2 separate regions of the Sus scrofa genome follow, and region 1 is linked to region 2. The links are chromatin contacts, called in public Hi-C maps. All regions are on one chromosome and are shown on one strand. The core of a region is the stretch at or near the end of the contact, and the rest is flanking DNA. Distances in the headings are between cores, read along the strand shown. Region 1 overlaps LOC106507633 (a long non-coding RNA gene). Region 2 holds the start of LOC106510670.

Region 1 (7,461 bases), core at 1,317-3,816, 98 kb before region 2:
ATGCTGCGGATGCGGTCCAAAAAAGACAAAACAAACAAACAAACAAAAAACCCTGCAGAGGTTGGCTCCTCCAACAGTGCACACTCCCAAACAGTGCATAAGGCAAGGCTAACAAAGTTTCTGTATTACAGGGTGAGGCACTGGGGAGCAGGGCCCCTTGCTCTGGCCTGACAGGGGAAAGGACAGAAGCTGGACCCTGTCCAGCTGGCATTCCCTTCCTAGTTTGGCAGTGAGCCGCTAGGGAGATAGAAGTGAAGCACTCCGCTTTGGACTCAGAGGTATGGGTTCAAACCCCAAATACCTGCTGGCTGCATGATATTGTCTGATGACTCAGGTGTTGAATGTAATTTTTCTGAAATGCAACTTGCCCCTGGGGCTTCAGGTTCTCCTGAGGATTGAATGAGATTTGCATGGAAAGCATTTAGCCCAGGACAGGGCACATTGGATAAATATTGACTGTTGCCATCCTCTTAGCAGCAAACTGTGACTCCGTCCCACACAGTGCATATAAAACTGCAGCCCGGAGCCTCAAGCTCACCTCCGAGAAGCAGGTTTGTAGGCCCACTGGCTGTGTTCTGAGCCTTTCCATCAAGTTTCTCCTTTGTTCATTCTTTTTTTCCCCCCACTGTTCATAACCCCTAAATATTGTTGGGTTTGGTTTTCCCATTGTGAAGGATAATTGAAAATACAGCATTCAGCCAATTTACACATTGTGTGTGTGTGTGAATAAGAAACAGTCTCCCATCAGTGAAATTCCCAGTGTTTCCTCGGGCCCAGCTCCCCGAGCTTCCCTGTGGTCCTGTCTCGACGACACACTTTTTTCCTTCCTCTGAAGAATCCTTGTTTACTTAATCGCAACCTCTCACTACAAATGCCTCACACAGGGACCCTCTTCCTTCTCAACACGGAGGGTTTCTGCAGTCTTTTCTCCTCTCCCAGCCTAACCCTCTGCTGTTCCTCCTGTGATGTGTTCAGCCTTCTTTACACTTAGTGGTGTTTGCTTCCGATTTTCATTTGTGGTCCCCCAAAGTGTCACTGATCCGTAACACCCTCCTGTTTTGTTTGACTTTAGCGGCTTCTGAAAGCCAAACCTGTACCTCAAAACTCTGTTGTTCCTATCTATCAAAAAGATATAAAACATGTAAAACAGCGCCTCATTTTTCCTCTCTTTATAGTTCCATATGATGGGTTCTAGCCAAAAAAAAAAAAAAAAAAAATTTTTTTTCGAGTCTTGGTAGTATTGCTGGTGTCTTCTATTTCTCTAAGTGACAGAAATGTCCATATGGCTCAAGTTCAAGGCTTTGGGGTTTGAATGTCTGCTATGTCTTAAAGCCAGTTATAAAGTGGGATGTCCCAGCTTTTGTCTCAATATCTGCAAACAGCCTTAAGTGAGAAAAGAAGCAAATAATTTTTCTGAATTAAAAAGCTCCTCTGTTGTTGTTTTCTTTTTTTTCAGACAAAGGGCTAAGAACATATAATTTTATTACTAAAACCAAAACACCTCTTTTCCATGGTCAGACAGTACACATGGGGCTGGTTTTTTTGCCCTCATCCTGTCTTTGGGTTCCCAGACCTTGCTATTTCCTCCAGGCTATGCTGCCTCCTGTGAGCAGTTCCCACGTCCACAGCAGGGTGCGTTGGCTCCCGTCACAAAAGAACAAGTCTCATTCAAGCTGGCAGAATCACAGAATTTAAAGTGGACCCTGTCCACAAGCCAAGGACAGAATGATCAATCCAGTGAGTTTCCTATTAAGGAGGCTTCTACGTCATTGCTTACTGACCAGGAAACTTACCTGTATTATATTGTGTTAATAATTTGGCAACAATTATCCTCTGCAGACGAGGATACTGTTTGAATAAAACTAACATGTGTGCCCCCCCCACTCCCCGTCAAGCATCAAGGAAGTAGCAGAGTTGGAGCCCTTCCAAGGGAAGTCTGATTACGGAGCCCGTGTGTCTTCCTGGGCCCCATCCACCAATGCAAAGCAAGAACTCCAGGTTAATAACATTTGCCGCGAAGTGTACATTTGTGCCCTTTCTGATCTCCGGTCCACTGTCAGGCACATTTCACCTTATTTCCGTTCTTTATGCACGTGGATATGCACGTGGATGAAATATATATCTGTAGAGGGAAAAATCGCATAAAACACTGCATCCTTTTATGAAAATATACCACATCAAAGGGAAAAATAAACCATTGCACAAAGCATCATTGATAACCCTAGGGGAAGGCTTCAGAGAGAGAAAAAGCTAGCTTGTTTACCTAATTTCTGGTCATTAAATTGCATGTGTTCCTGAATTCTCATGAGTCACATGTATGAATAGGAGAGCTTCTACAGGAAAAGAAAGGAGGTGAGCAGGGGGCCAAAGAGAAGTCTCCACTGGGCCAACGGGACAGCTGAGGACACTGGAGCATAAGGGGGAGTCTGCTGGTCCCTACGTGTGGGCGGGTGAGACCCTCCTGTCTGCAGGGTCCTGCTTCTGCGAGGGCAGCAGCATCTCCCTCTGAAAGCACGCTGCCCTGTCCATAAAGACCCAGCCGCTTTGGCAAAGGGCCTAACTGTCCCTCTCTTAGCTGTGCGAATTTCCACCCACTTAATACAGGAAAGCTCTAATTGTCTCGTTTTGTGTCACAGGAGCAGAGGCAGTGCCACACGCGCGCGCCATGGCCTTCCAGGAGAAGTACTGAAGCCTTTCAGCTGCCTTGACTCTGTGCCTTTCACACCAGGCCTCATCCAGGACCCCAGAGATAGGATCGGGTGTAAGAGCATTAGGTTGCATGAAAATAGGGCACCGCTTTTAGATGGCGCTCCCCTGAGACGTTGGGAGAGGCGACAGGAAATGGCGAACTTGGGGGCAGAAGGGAACTGGTGGATTGAAGCTAGTTGGCCGGTCTGTGGCTTAATGATCTGCTGTGACAGACAAAGGGAGACTAGGGCATGGTTATATATTTTAAGCTATCAGGTCAAATGGAAAAATCAGAAAAGGCAAGGAGTGAGCTTTTAACCAGTATTTCTTGTCTGCCTGTGGATGGGGGTGGACACATCGGTCAGCAAAGTGGTAAAAAGATAGGGCCTCTTCCTTCTCACATCCATGAAGGTCAGTTTCAGTGCTTTCTTGTGTTGGAAAGGGAAGAATCTTGAATTAAATTACACGGCCTTATATTTTAGGACGATCTCGAATTCAATTACATGGCTTGATATTTCAGAACGTGTTGATAATCCGAAATCTCTCATTTCCCATAGCATAGAGACAGGCGATTCTGCTTTTCTCAAAATTACCTTTTCTCAAAATTACCTTCTGACAAAACAATGATAGAGCCTACTTTAGTCATTAGATAATAGAGGAATAATGATTCAGAAGTTTTTGTCATAGGATTTCTACATCGTTTTCTTAAACTCTATGGAGAAATAGATGGTCGCACAAAACCCGAATCCATGGAAAGTGTAATTCCCTGAGTTCCGACAGTTACATTGACCTGAGAAACCACTGCCAGAACCAAGATACAGAACATTTCTTATTTATTTATTTATTTATTATTTATAGCAGAGTTGATTTACAGTGTTGTGCCAATTTCCGCAGTACAGCGAGGTGACCCAGTCATACATACTATCTTCCACCATGGTCTGTCTCAAGAGATTGGACAGGAGTTCCCACTGCGGCACAGCAGAAATGAACCTGACTACTATCCATGAGGACGTGGGTTTGATCCCTGGCCTCACTCAATGGGTCAAGGATCCAGCATTGCTGTGAACTGTGCCGTAGGTCACAGATGAGGCTCCGATCCTGGGTTGCTGTGGCTGTGGCATAGGTGAGAAGCTGTAGCTCTGATTCGACCCCTACACTGGGAACCTCCATGTGCCGAGAGTGCGGCCCTAAAAATCAAAAAAAAAAAAAAAAAAAGAGAGAGAGAGAGAGAGAGAGAGAGAAAGAGATTGGACATAGTTCCCAGGGCTGCCCGGTAGCATTTCATTGCTTATCATCCTACACGGAATAGTCTGCCTCTCCATCACTTGAGGGAGGTTCCTCCTGCCCCTTTTCAGTCTTTCCCTCCCTCCACCCACCACAGCCAACCACTGGCCTTTTGCCCACATCTTTTTTCAAAGCCAGAAATGTGTTTGAGTCAGCTTCTGGTGAGGGGGGAAAGAGGGCTACGGGGGAAGAAAGAACTTCCAGGGTTTTTCTGAAAGACCATCCAAAGTCCATGTCACGCATAGGTTGCTATTCACAAAGAGCTGGGGGGAACGCCCTATTCCCTCCATCACTGTCCTGATGCCAGGGAAGGGCAGACAGGGCTGAAGTCAAGCCCAGCTCTGAGCATGGGAGAGACGCAGGGGGAGACCAGATAAGGCCTCTTTTCCTCTGGTTGATCAGGCAATACAAATTTGATAGCTGGAAGTGTTAGGACACGTGCAATTCTGGGGGCGGGGAGAGCACTGGCCTGAGCCAGGGGGCCCCTACCTGTGTGGTTTCACAGGTCCTGCTCCCAACTGCTTTCATTCCTCCAAGTCAAGTGAGAAGGCGGGGTTGAATGATCTTCAAAGACCCTTCCTGGTCTAAAAATCCCATAAATAAGGTCTTTAAAACGCCACTGACTGCGGGTTAAGCAATTGAAATAAAAACAGACCACTGAAAATTTGTAAAAGAAATCGTTTAAGTTCTCTATATCTCTTGCAGAAATTATTCTTTCACCCAACTGGTCTGGCATAAGCATTAGTTCAATTGTCTCCTTTCAGTCTTTTTCACACTTATTTTAATGATTCTGTCACTACGATCTTACTTTGAGAATTAAGAGGAAAATGCATAAAAAGTAAATAATATTAATGTCTCTGCATCTTGTTGAAAAGTACTGTTTTCCTGGAGGAAGTATTACGTTTACTTTTTAAAGGCTGCACTATTTTAACCTTATTTCTGGGCCACTTTCATTGAAAGAGGCTTTAAACTGATTAATGCAAAAATTATAATTTTCTAATACTTATTTTAGCAATTAGAAGGAAAACAGAAAAAAACCTGCACCCTTTCAGAATATCTTCTTCCAAAGATATTACCTAAAGAGGCAGTCGTAATACTGTTTCAAACTGAGTTTTAATATCTCCTTTCTTTCAATAAGATAAATATTGAGATGTGGGGCAAGCCAAACTTCAAAATCACTTTTCTGCTTTTTCAGCGATAATTCTACGTTTGTCTTCTGATTCTTTCATGTTTCTAACTTTGTGGAAACATGAGTCTTGCCAGTGTTAAACTCAACTATTTTGAAATTTATGGATTATATCACTTTTCTTCTCTTTATGATTACTCTCTGATACCTCAGATAAAAACTCAAATAAGTTCATTTTACTGCTCATTATTACAAAATGTTTAATGGAAAAATCTGAATTAGTTATATGGAACTAATATAATTAATTACATAGAACTTTTAAAATTATTATGAAATTCATGGATTTTTGGCAGTAACTTTAATGGAATCAAAAGAAGTCATGTGAGTTTTTTAAAGCCTCAGTCTCAACCAAATCTAAATGTCATAATTTTTTAAAAGTTTAACCCAATTTACCAAACTATAACCAATGAGAAAATACATTTTCACTGCAAATAAACTCAAATCTTTTCTAACATAATTTTGGAACATGAAAATAATTTCTGAACCTGAAACAAACTGATGGTTATTGGATTTACATGTCGGCTCTATAAATCTATACTTTTATTTATTCATTATCTCGTTGAAAAGTTATGATGCATATATCATCCTCGAAAGCTAACACATAGATTTTATTTTAAATAGTTCATATTAGTATAGGTTATACTATAGTATAGATTATACTATACAGCAAAGATGTATATCTTTTCAGTATGTATATACATAATGTTTATATGTATATAGATTTAGATATAATGTAATAATGTAATGTATATTAGAATGTAATATTGCTATACCTTACAGGTAGCTTTAAAACTATATTCCATACAAGGATGTTAACCATTACATATATGTAATATTTTTATATATAAATTATATATATATATTTTAAGCATTTTTTCCGTGGGGGCAGGTTGTGGAGTGTGTTCTAAATTTTTAGTTAAATTCGTACTTGCTCATTAGTTCATTTTAGATCAGCTCCTAATTTCTTTCAAATCCTGAGCTTATTGGCCTCTGCTGATTTGCATAGCTGTGCATGCAATCTTAAATGTGAAGGAGATTAACGTTAGGAAATTGGAACAGACTGGAACAAGGGTCAGCAAATTTGGCTGTTCTGCTACCCCTGGGATGAGGGACAGCAGTATCTCCATGTCAGGTGTCACCTCTATGACTCACTGGGGACAGGCGGCATCGGAGTCCGCACCCGCCAGTCACTCCAAGGCCGACAAGCTGAGGCCCCAACAATGCCTTTATTCATGGCACCCACATGCTAAGTGGGGACAAAGGCCCACTGGAGGTCAAGAGGGGCTGTCATTATCAAGTGTCACACTGCAGCCAAAACCTCATACCTGCTGCAACTCCAGTGTTCAGGGCGGTCCTGGTAGTGGCAGGGCCTGCCCCTGTCCTGGGAATGGGCTTGGGCTGAGAGGTTCTGTGCACAGTCCCCGTTCTCTGGCTCCTTGGGCGCTGGAGATGCCATAGTTCAAGCAGAATTTAAAATGTCAAGGAAGAGAAGGAGTTCATTAGAAAACCAGGAACATCCTTCCAAAGCAGTCCCATCCTCTGTGCCTAGATAAATAGGACTTAGGCTTCCTGCAATGCATCTGGCATTCGTGATGAAGAAGGTCAATCTGGAGTGTCTGTTGTGGCTCAGCAATAATGAACTTCACTAGTGTTCGTGAGGATGCTGGTTTGATCCCTGGCCTCGCTCAGTGAGTTAAGGATCCAGCACTGCCATGAGCTATGGTGTAGATTTAAGATATGACTTGGATTCTGCATTGCTGCGGCTGTGTATAGGCTAGCAACAACAGCTCCAAGGCAACCCTTAGCCTGAGAACCTCCATGTGCCTCGGGTGGGGCCCCAATTTAAAAAAAAAAAAAAGAGGAAAAGGTCAATTTGATTTTTCACAGAATCATTTATCAAGTGTTGCTATAAAATGTGAACTCCATGAGCTTTTGACATGAGAGAGTGTGTGTGTGTGTGTGTGTGTGTGTGTGTGTGTGTGTGATTTTTGTCTCTGGTCCATTGTTGTTTCCCAAATGCTAAGCACCCCGCCTGCAGGCACTAAGTAAATAATAAATATGTGCTGAATGAATGGTTGTTGTAAGCACTGTCCATATGATCTGATATTTTACATGTATTTTATCATTTAAATTTCAACAACTCAAATAACATGGATACAGCACACACCCCAGTTTGCGGATGAAAAACATCAATCCCAGAGAGTTAAATGATATGATTTCTCCCTCAATAGGAGGGGTCACTTTCCTTTCAGTGTCTTTGCATGAGTTTAGCTCCAAAGCTAGATATTGTTTTAAAACTTTCA
Region 2 (7,770 bases), core at 3,059-5,558:
AATAATTTTCATTTCAACGCTGGTTTTCATAATGATAATTTGTACTTTGAATTTTAATTCTAGTAGAGATCTTTCAACCATTTGGAAGAAGGTAACTTTCAACAACTATAGGAAAGTAATTTTTTCTTTTTAAAAAATTTTGAATTTACATTTTTGACGAAATATATGCTTAAATGTTGCGTCATTAGACTATTCTGACCCTTTATCAGTGTTTTCCAACAGAGCTTTCTGTGATGACAGAAATATTCTATAGCTGTGCTGCTCAGTACAGTGGCCACTAACCACAGGAGGCTACTGAGTGCTTACAAGAACCAGTGAGGAACAAAACTGGGTGAAATGTGGCTATAAATATTCTACACAGAAAAGAGTAACTTCAGATCACTACTGTCACTGTCACTAGAACAAAAATTATGTGGCAGTCTCAATTACAGCAACATATTAGCCATTTTACTAAAATAAAGGGAAGGAGTTCTCATTGTGGCTCAGCGGGTTAAGGACCTGATCTTGTCTCTGTGAGGAAGTGGGTTTGATCCTTAGCCTTGCTCAGTAGGTTGGGGATCCCGAGTTGCTGCAAGCTGTGTTGTATGTAGGCTACAGATGTGGCTTGGATTGGGTGTTGCTCTGGCTGTGACAGTAGCCTCAGCTGCAGCTCCAATTCAAGCTCTGGCCCAGGAAATTCCACATGCTGCAGGTGTGGCCATAAAAAGAAAAAATAAAATAAAGGGAAAATCAAATTTATGGAATAAATGTATACTAATGCATGAATTATGTATGTCTTCATTTTATTACTGGTCCATACAGCCAGACTATAAACAGGAAATTTGATATGCATGTGTTATATTCAGTTGTCTTTGATATTCTCCTGACATTTACCATCTGAAAATTACAGGTTTTCTTATCTTTCAATGTTGTTACTTTGGTCAAGATAGGAAGGTATAAAGTATATAGTAGCTTGCTAGCTTGATGAATAACTTTGAAATCTTTAGATGTATGATGGGGGCTGGCTGGACAGCACCCCTAACTCTGAGCAGCCATCACGCAAATGTCACTATAGTCCTCAGAGGAGTGTCATGTGGTTGGATTAAAATTTAAAAAGTCAGGAGTTCCCTGGTGGCTCAGCAGCTTAAGGACCTAGTGTTGTCACTGATGTGGAGTGGGTTTGATTCCTGGCTGGGCACTTCTGCATGTTGCAGCTGTGACCAAAATAAATAAAATAAAATAAAATAAAATAAAATAAAATCTTAAACAATTTTTAAAAGCCAAAAAATAATTTAAAAAATAGATTTTAAAAATCTCCCCTGCTGAAAAAAAAAATTTGAAAAGAAATGTCTCATTGGGAGGATTTCTACAGCATCCTTTTCTTAGAAGAAGTCCAGTCCTTTTATTTTGAATAGAGGCCTTCCATTTGGGCTCAAGGCTGCTTTGGCCAGTTACCTGTAAGAGAGAGTAAATAAACAGTAGCTGTCAGAACTGCAAGGGAAGGAGCTGCTGGCAAAAACCCATCACTGTTTGCAATGTGGATTGCAGACTAATAAGGGTAGAGTCAGCTTAAGGCTGCAATGTTTAGAGAACAGAGATAATGGAAATTCATTGGCCCTCCTGCTGAGCTGTAAGTAACTGGAGGAAGGGACATGGTGTCCTGAGGTTACCAGGGTAGCAGGAGTGGGCGGGTGTCTGAGCCGGGGCTCTCTCCCCATTGGCCTGCAGGGACATCCATCTGTGCAGCTGCCTCCCGCACCCCCATCAGCCACCTTACCACATCCTTGCCAGGGTGGCCCAGCTCTAAGGCTGTTCCACACTTTCTTCAAGGGGTCCCTAGAGGAGTGAGTCCCAGGTGTCCACATGCAACTTGAGCATTCATACACCTTATGTTGACCCCCCCCACCCCCACTTTCCTATTCCTCTTCCACTGCTTCCTGGGATTACTTTCCCAATAAAACCTAAACCTACTTACACTTCAATCCTCCCCTTCAGGCTTGTTCCTGGGGGAGGCCAGTATAAGAAAATCTTCAGCCCAGAGCCTAGTGCCTGGCATATACATGGCCATCATAGGTACTTGCTGAAAAATTCACGTACTTTGCAAGTGAAATCCTATGCTATCTTGAACTTCTTCGCCCAACTTAAAAAACTTAGAAGAAAAAATGGCTAGATTGACTTTTCTCTCTTTATCTGAATCCCCTAGGGCCTCCTAACAGAAAAGCTCCATTGGAAAGCACATTACCACGCAAAACGATGCAGGACCTCAGCACAAGGCAAGTTCATGCTGCAGACCCTCATTGCCTGTCTTTGAAGGTATGGGAGTGCCCTGCCTCTCCCTTCTTCAAATGTTCATTTTGCAATAAGGCTCAACAGGTACATATTTGAGAGAAGCAGCAGGACGGTGTAAGGTCCTAGTACTAAGAAGTAAACTATTAATATAGAACCTTTTAAAGAGCACTTCTGAAAAGGATCTAAGAAGTGGAATTCCAGCAGAAAGAGGAGCTGTTGGTTGGAGCACCAAAAGCAAAAATCCTCCAGTCCCGCAGTTTTCCCCCGGGGAGGTGACAGCTATGACCTATCCTTAGTTACAGCTTGTTGGTTCTAGGGTCAACTGGAGACAGGGTCTAGGTGAGCGTGGGATCAGTATACTTTCTGGGTCTTTGTAAGCTCCAGGTGAGAGCAGCACAGAAGGGCCCCGGACACACCTGCGTCCCCCCTCTGGCTGGTACACCCGTCCTACTCACGGGTCCTTACTCGGCTTCTAATTTAACCTCTTCCCAGGCCTTCCATTGCGTTCAGTCAGCTAGGCCTAGCGTCTACAGCTGCTCAGAGCTGGCTCGACGTGCGTATTCCCCGGGAGATAGAAAGATCACTCCACCCCTTTTTATTTGTTTATTTGCAATTTCACAAAGAGAACCTTTTTACCGAAGCATTGGAAGACTGTTTTAGTCACTTAATGAAGTAGGCATTCCAGACCCAAACGGTAAATTACACACTTCAAGATATTTGATTCATTACCCACCCCTCCTCCTCTCGCATTTCCCAACACTTAGTACCAGATACACAAATCACAGGTTACGTAGGTCCAAACTCTCGTTCCGCTGTGACCGCCACCTTCCGTGTATCGCCCGCGGCTCGCTGGGGCCCAACCGGGACGGCGGGGGCGCAATGAAGCCGCAGAGCGCTTCCTGCTCCGCCGGGTGCAGGGCTCCTGGGGCAGGAGCGCGAGTGGTCCAGTCGGGAGGCTGGCGCGCTGCTGGGTCTCGGTGCCCGAGGCCGCCGCTCCCTCCTCTGGCGTCCGCCAACTTCTCTGCACCCGCCGCGCGGAGAAGCTCGCAGCCCCTCGCAGCCTCCCGATCTACCGGCTCGCCCTGCCCAAAGCCGCGGGGGAGAGCGGCTTTGCGACTGCCGGCCCCGCTGCGGACACTGCCATCCGGCGCCGGGATTGGAGCCGCCTCGTCCGCCCGCGGGGCCGCAAGGCCGCCGTCCCGCCAGCCTCGTTCGCCAACTCCTGGCGGCCTGTGACCCGGGACAAACTTCTGGCCGCCGCGCGGCCCCTGCGCGGTCACCCTCCCGGAAGCCGGCCTCGAAACCCAAGCCGCGGCGGGGCGGGACGCGAGCGGGAGGGAGCACGAGGCACCTCCCGGCAGCCGCTCTCCGCGCGGTGACACCGCCCCCGCGGCCGCCCCCCGCCCGGCTCCCCCCGAGGCGCCGCTGCCTCTCAGCGCCGGGCGCGGACCCGTAGGGCCGGCGGGGCCGGGCGCTCACGCCCTCTAGCGGGCCGCGGCAGCGCGGGCGGCCGTGACGTGGGCGCTCCCTTCAGCCGGCCTGCGGGGCACTGCCAGTCAGTCGGGGAGCAGGAGCCCCGCGCGCAGCCGGCGCGGGCTCGGCCATTGGCGCGCCGCCGCCCGGGGGCTGGCTCGGCTGCTGGCTGAGAGGCGGCGGGCGGGACAAGCGCGGCCGCGGCCCCGGCCACCGCGGCGCCGGCGGCTCGGGTCCCTACCCGGGGAAGGAGAGCGGCGGCGGGTGCAGCAGCCGGCACGGAGGGCGGATTTTGGCTCCGCGGGCGCGCCCTCCGCTCCCTCTTGCAGCCGCTCCAGCTCCGAGCGGGGCTGGCGACTGGGTGGGAGGATCCAGGACCTCGGCCCCGGCCCCGGGAGCCCCCGGAGTTGAGACTTCTGCAAGTGTTGGCACTTTGCGGGTCTGGCTCTGGTTTTGGGTGTTCACCCTGCTCTCCTCGCCGCCTTGGAAGGAAAGCTCCCGGCCGCCCTCGGACCTCGCGCCCACCCAGCGCCGCCGGGGAGCGGCCCGGCGTGCGCTCAGCACCATGAGCAGACTTGGGACTTGGCTGGTGACTTTGTACGGACTTTTGCTAACTGCGGCGGGGGATACGTTTTCAGGTAAGAGGGGCCGCACTCGCTGTGGCCTGGGGCGTGCGGGCCGGAAGGGGCCCGGGACGCATGCAGCTCCCGGGTGGGAGAGCACTAGCGGCGGACCGCGGGTCCAGACTGGGGAGCGGCGGCTCCGGCACTGCGTGTGCCAGTTCCCTGCCCCGGCGCGAGACCAGCGGGGAGGGAGGGCACCTCGCGCTCGGGCGGACAGAGCGGACGAGCCCGGGGCGCTGACTCCGGAGCCCGGCCCCAGGTCGGCCCCCGCCCCTTGGCGGCCTGGGTGCGTGTCGGCGCCACTCGGAGCCCTCCGCCGGCTCTGAGAGCAACAGCAGAAAACTTTGCCTGAAGTTGGGAGCTGCAGCCGCCGGCCGCCTGGCGTGGTCGCTGCGCGGTCCTTCCCACCCGGAGCGGCGGCCAGCCGGATCTCCGTGCCTGCTGCGCCCGCGCGATTGCTTCGGAGAGACTCTGGCGGCGGCGGTGGCGATCGCCGGTTTTCTTTGCCGTCCAGCCGCCGCCCGGCCAGAAGCTTGCCATGACCCCGGCTCGCCGCGGTGGTCGCGCCGCAGATCGAGAGAACCAAGGCAGTGTCCTCATCGGTCCCGGAGGGAGGACCTGTGGTCCGGACGGAGTGGCTGGTTGCCCGGGCCCCGGGCCGCTGCGGTTGTGTGCGGGTCAGGCTCCCTTCGGCCCCGGGGAGCTCCCGAACGGGGGCAGTGGTCAGCCAGCCCCGCCACCCGCCGCCTCGGGCTGGCAGGAAAGTGGCCGGCGGCGAGGTGCCTGCTGCGCCCGGGCGATCGGAGCCTGCAGAGCTCCTGGGACTAGGACGCGTGATCGGGAGTCGCGGGTCAGGCCAGGCTCGAGCCCTGCACGGCGTTACCGGGAGCACACACGCGGATAGACAGCCAGCGCTTGCACACGTGCACAGTTTCCCGTGTGTGTCAGTTTTCACGGAATGGTGGCCCTGGGCTTGTTTTTCTTCTAATAAAAAGCCTGCTATTAGTCCTTCAACTTGGGTTGCAAAATAGGTTTGTTTCTCTGTTTATTCGGGAGGAATGAGTAAGTTGAACTTTTTAAAATTTGATGGAGACTTTCACTGACAGTAAAAACGCATATTTAAAAGCATTGGAGACGTTTGGCGTTTGGCTGTGAGACCTGTGGAAACTTAACATCTTTACTTTCCCGAGCTCTGGACACACAGGCGGGGAGGCCGTGCCCCTGGCTTTGCTGAGCCGCGAGACCCTTGACCACAGTTGGCCACCACCAGGAAGCTTAGCGGGGAGTTGGCTCCTGGCTCTGTGCTGTCAGCTTCAGTAGAGAAATAACCCTTCTCCTAAGTTTAGTATGTCCTTAAGTGTCTGGTAATTGCACGTGCTCCAGAGGATTTAACAAAATGACCCACTGCTGTCTGCTGTAAAATTGATGCAAATTTTGGCCTGCGTTCTTTCTTATTAGTGAATTATAGAGTAGACTTGCCAGTTTCAGAGCCTTGAAACTCCTTAGTGTGAGAAGCCAAGGATGAGGGCCTTTGTGATGGTTTTCTCTTTATTAAGATCTATAGCTCCCTGGCTGGGATTTGTTTCAAGTTAAGCTGTGTCAGAAAGCATTTGGATGGATTTTCAAGTTGTAGGCAAGGGGGTGGGAACAAATATTTATGTAGCTTATTTAAATGATCGGTTTCTCATCTTTTTTTCTTTTTTTGGTTTTTTTTTTAGGGCCGCACCTGCGGCATATGGAAGTTTCCAGGCTAGGGGTTGAATAGGAGCTGCAGCTGCCAGCCTATGCCACAGACATAGCAAATCCCAGCTTGGAGTCTGCAGCCTACAAGGCAGCTCACTGCAATGCCTGATCTTTAACCCACTGCATGAGGCCAGGGATCGAATCTGTGTCCTCATGGATACTGGTCAGGTTCCCTGCTTGCTGAGCCACAACAGGAGCTCTGGTTTCTCATCATTAAAAGAGATTTCAGCCTAGATAGTACTGACTTGAGTCCTTGTTAAGTCTTACTTAAATCATTAGTCAAACCCAAAGAGATTTTTTTTTAACCAAAATTTAGTCAGACTTTTCTTTCAGAGGAAATTTATCATTCTACTTGTTTGTTATCATACCACGACTGAGCCGTCTTTTTATTTGGAAAGCCAGAGGATTAAGAGGAAATAAAGGATGGTATCCCAGAGAGCGTGCTTAGAAAAGGCGAAATTAAAAAAGGGGGGGGGCTTAGCAAATTTTGTGTATACAAGGATCAGAGAAGTTGCAGTGCATTATTGCTTTTGCCCTCCACTTGGTGTTTCAGGTAGTACATGTGGGAGGCACTTCATGCTTTGGAAAAATCTTTTGTGTGTGTGTGTTGGGAAAGTCAGTTCTGATGTTATGAACGACACTGACACTTATTTCTCTGTATGATTCTTCTGGAAATCGAAACACTTGGCTCCTTGTGGTGGGGATGCTTTTGGAGACAGGAACTAGATTGTAAGCTGCCTGAGGGCAAAGTCTTTTTTTTTTTTTTTTTTCCTTCTTGATTCCCATAAACACTCATTTGGCATAGAGCTCTAGACTTAACAGACAATCATGTTGGTTGAATAAATGACTAATGTGAAATCAGATCATTTGCAAACCTTAAAATTGTGTGTGAACTACCTGACACAAAAGGGAGGGAGAGGAGAAACCCTTAGACCTTAAACTGGCTGGTATTGACCCTTTTTTTGAAATTAACGTTTCATCACTGATTCTTCTTAGGCCACCCAATGGACTGAATCCGAAGGTTTTATGTAATCAGTGGAGGTTTCTTTGTGTAACTAAGATTTACACACAAGATACTTTGCTCTCCCCCCTCTGCATCTCTTATCCTCTTTGGGAATAGGTTGGGAATGGATGTCAGTGTTGATTAATCATTTCTACAGGGTATTACATGTAATTTGGATGCCAGATATCAGAAATAGAGTGCTAAACAGATTGGAAGGAAAAAAGAAAAGAATTAGTTTTTTTTTTTTTTTTTTTTTTTTTTTTGTCCAGGAGAACTTTTATTTACTGTAAACATTCCACTTAAAAAAAAAATCACTTTCTATTTTTACAATTTCTAATTTGTTAGGCAACATATCAGAGGCTCACTTTCTGTCTTCTGTCTAGGCATTGATGCTTATTAAAACTGACTCATAAAAAGGTATACACATAAGAAGGAAGTTAAATCATTTTGCTTCTACTTGAAATTCTTTTTTCCATAGCAAGAAGCCAAATGCTGGTGAGTCATTCCTCTTTGACCCATCTTCTTCAAAACCATGTTGTGATATGTACTATACAAGGAAGTGTTTGGGTTTATGTACTGATAGGATTGATGTGCTAAGTTCTGGTAAGCAAGCTTTGGTTTGCAGAAATAGAGATACAAACAGATTGGCCCTTTTTTTCA

Evidence for each region. Hi-C and Micro-C count contacts between places; a contact is called where the count stands out from the background.
Region 1: a Hi-C map of retroperitoneal adipose tissue shows a contact between it and region 2, with 2.2 times the contacts expected there. The contact joins the enhancer-like site here to the promoter of LOC106510670 in region 2. A contact is called at or near these places in 1 of 5 promoter capture datasets (liver), 3 of 47 Hi-C or Micro-C datasets (omental adipose tissue, psoas muscle and retroperitoneal adipose tissue) and 1 of 2 datasets of contacts at active chromatin or transcription factors (skeletal muscle).

The regions. Positions count from the first base shown.
Region 1 is chr6:100,186,061-100,193,521 of Sscrofa11.1, reverse strand. LOC106507633 (a long non-coding RNA gene) reads left to right here. Exons shown (of 5, transcript XR_002345012.1): 4 at 478-551; 5 at 2,637-3,187. Among named protein-coding and RNA genes, the nearest start is that of PTPRM, 97 kb to the right of the region's middle. Within about 2 kb of position 2,566, at least 5 of the 83 cell types and tissues checked have an H3K27ac peak or open chromatin away from gene starts, as enhancers often do. A contact at or near this core is called in retroperitoneal adipose tissue, where this site is marked.
Region 2 is chr6:100,089,005-100,096,774 of Sscrofa11.1, reverse strand. It overlaps LOC106510670, which reads right to left and starts at 4,308. Exons shown (of 4, transcript XM_021097607.1): 1 at 4,050-4,308; 2 at 3,808-3,978; 3 at 3,043-3,742; 4 at 1-1,434. The coding sequence starts at 4,308. The coding sequence ends at 3,048. It overlaps PTPRM (receptor-type tyrosine-protein phosphatase mu), which reads left to right and starts at 3,809. Exons shown (of 36, transcript XM_021097712.1): 1 at 3,809-4,379. The coding sequence starts at 4,307.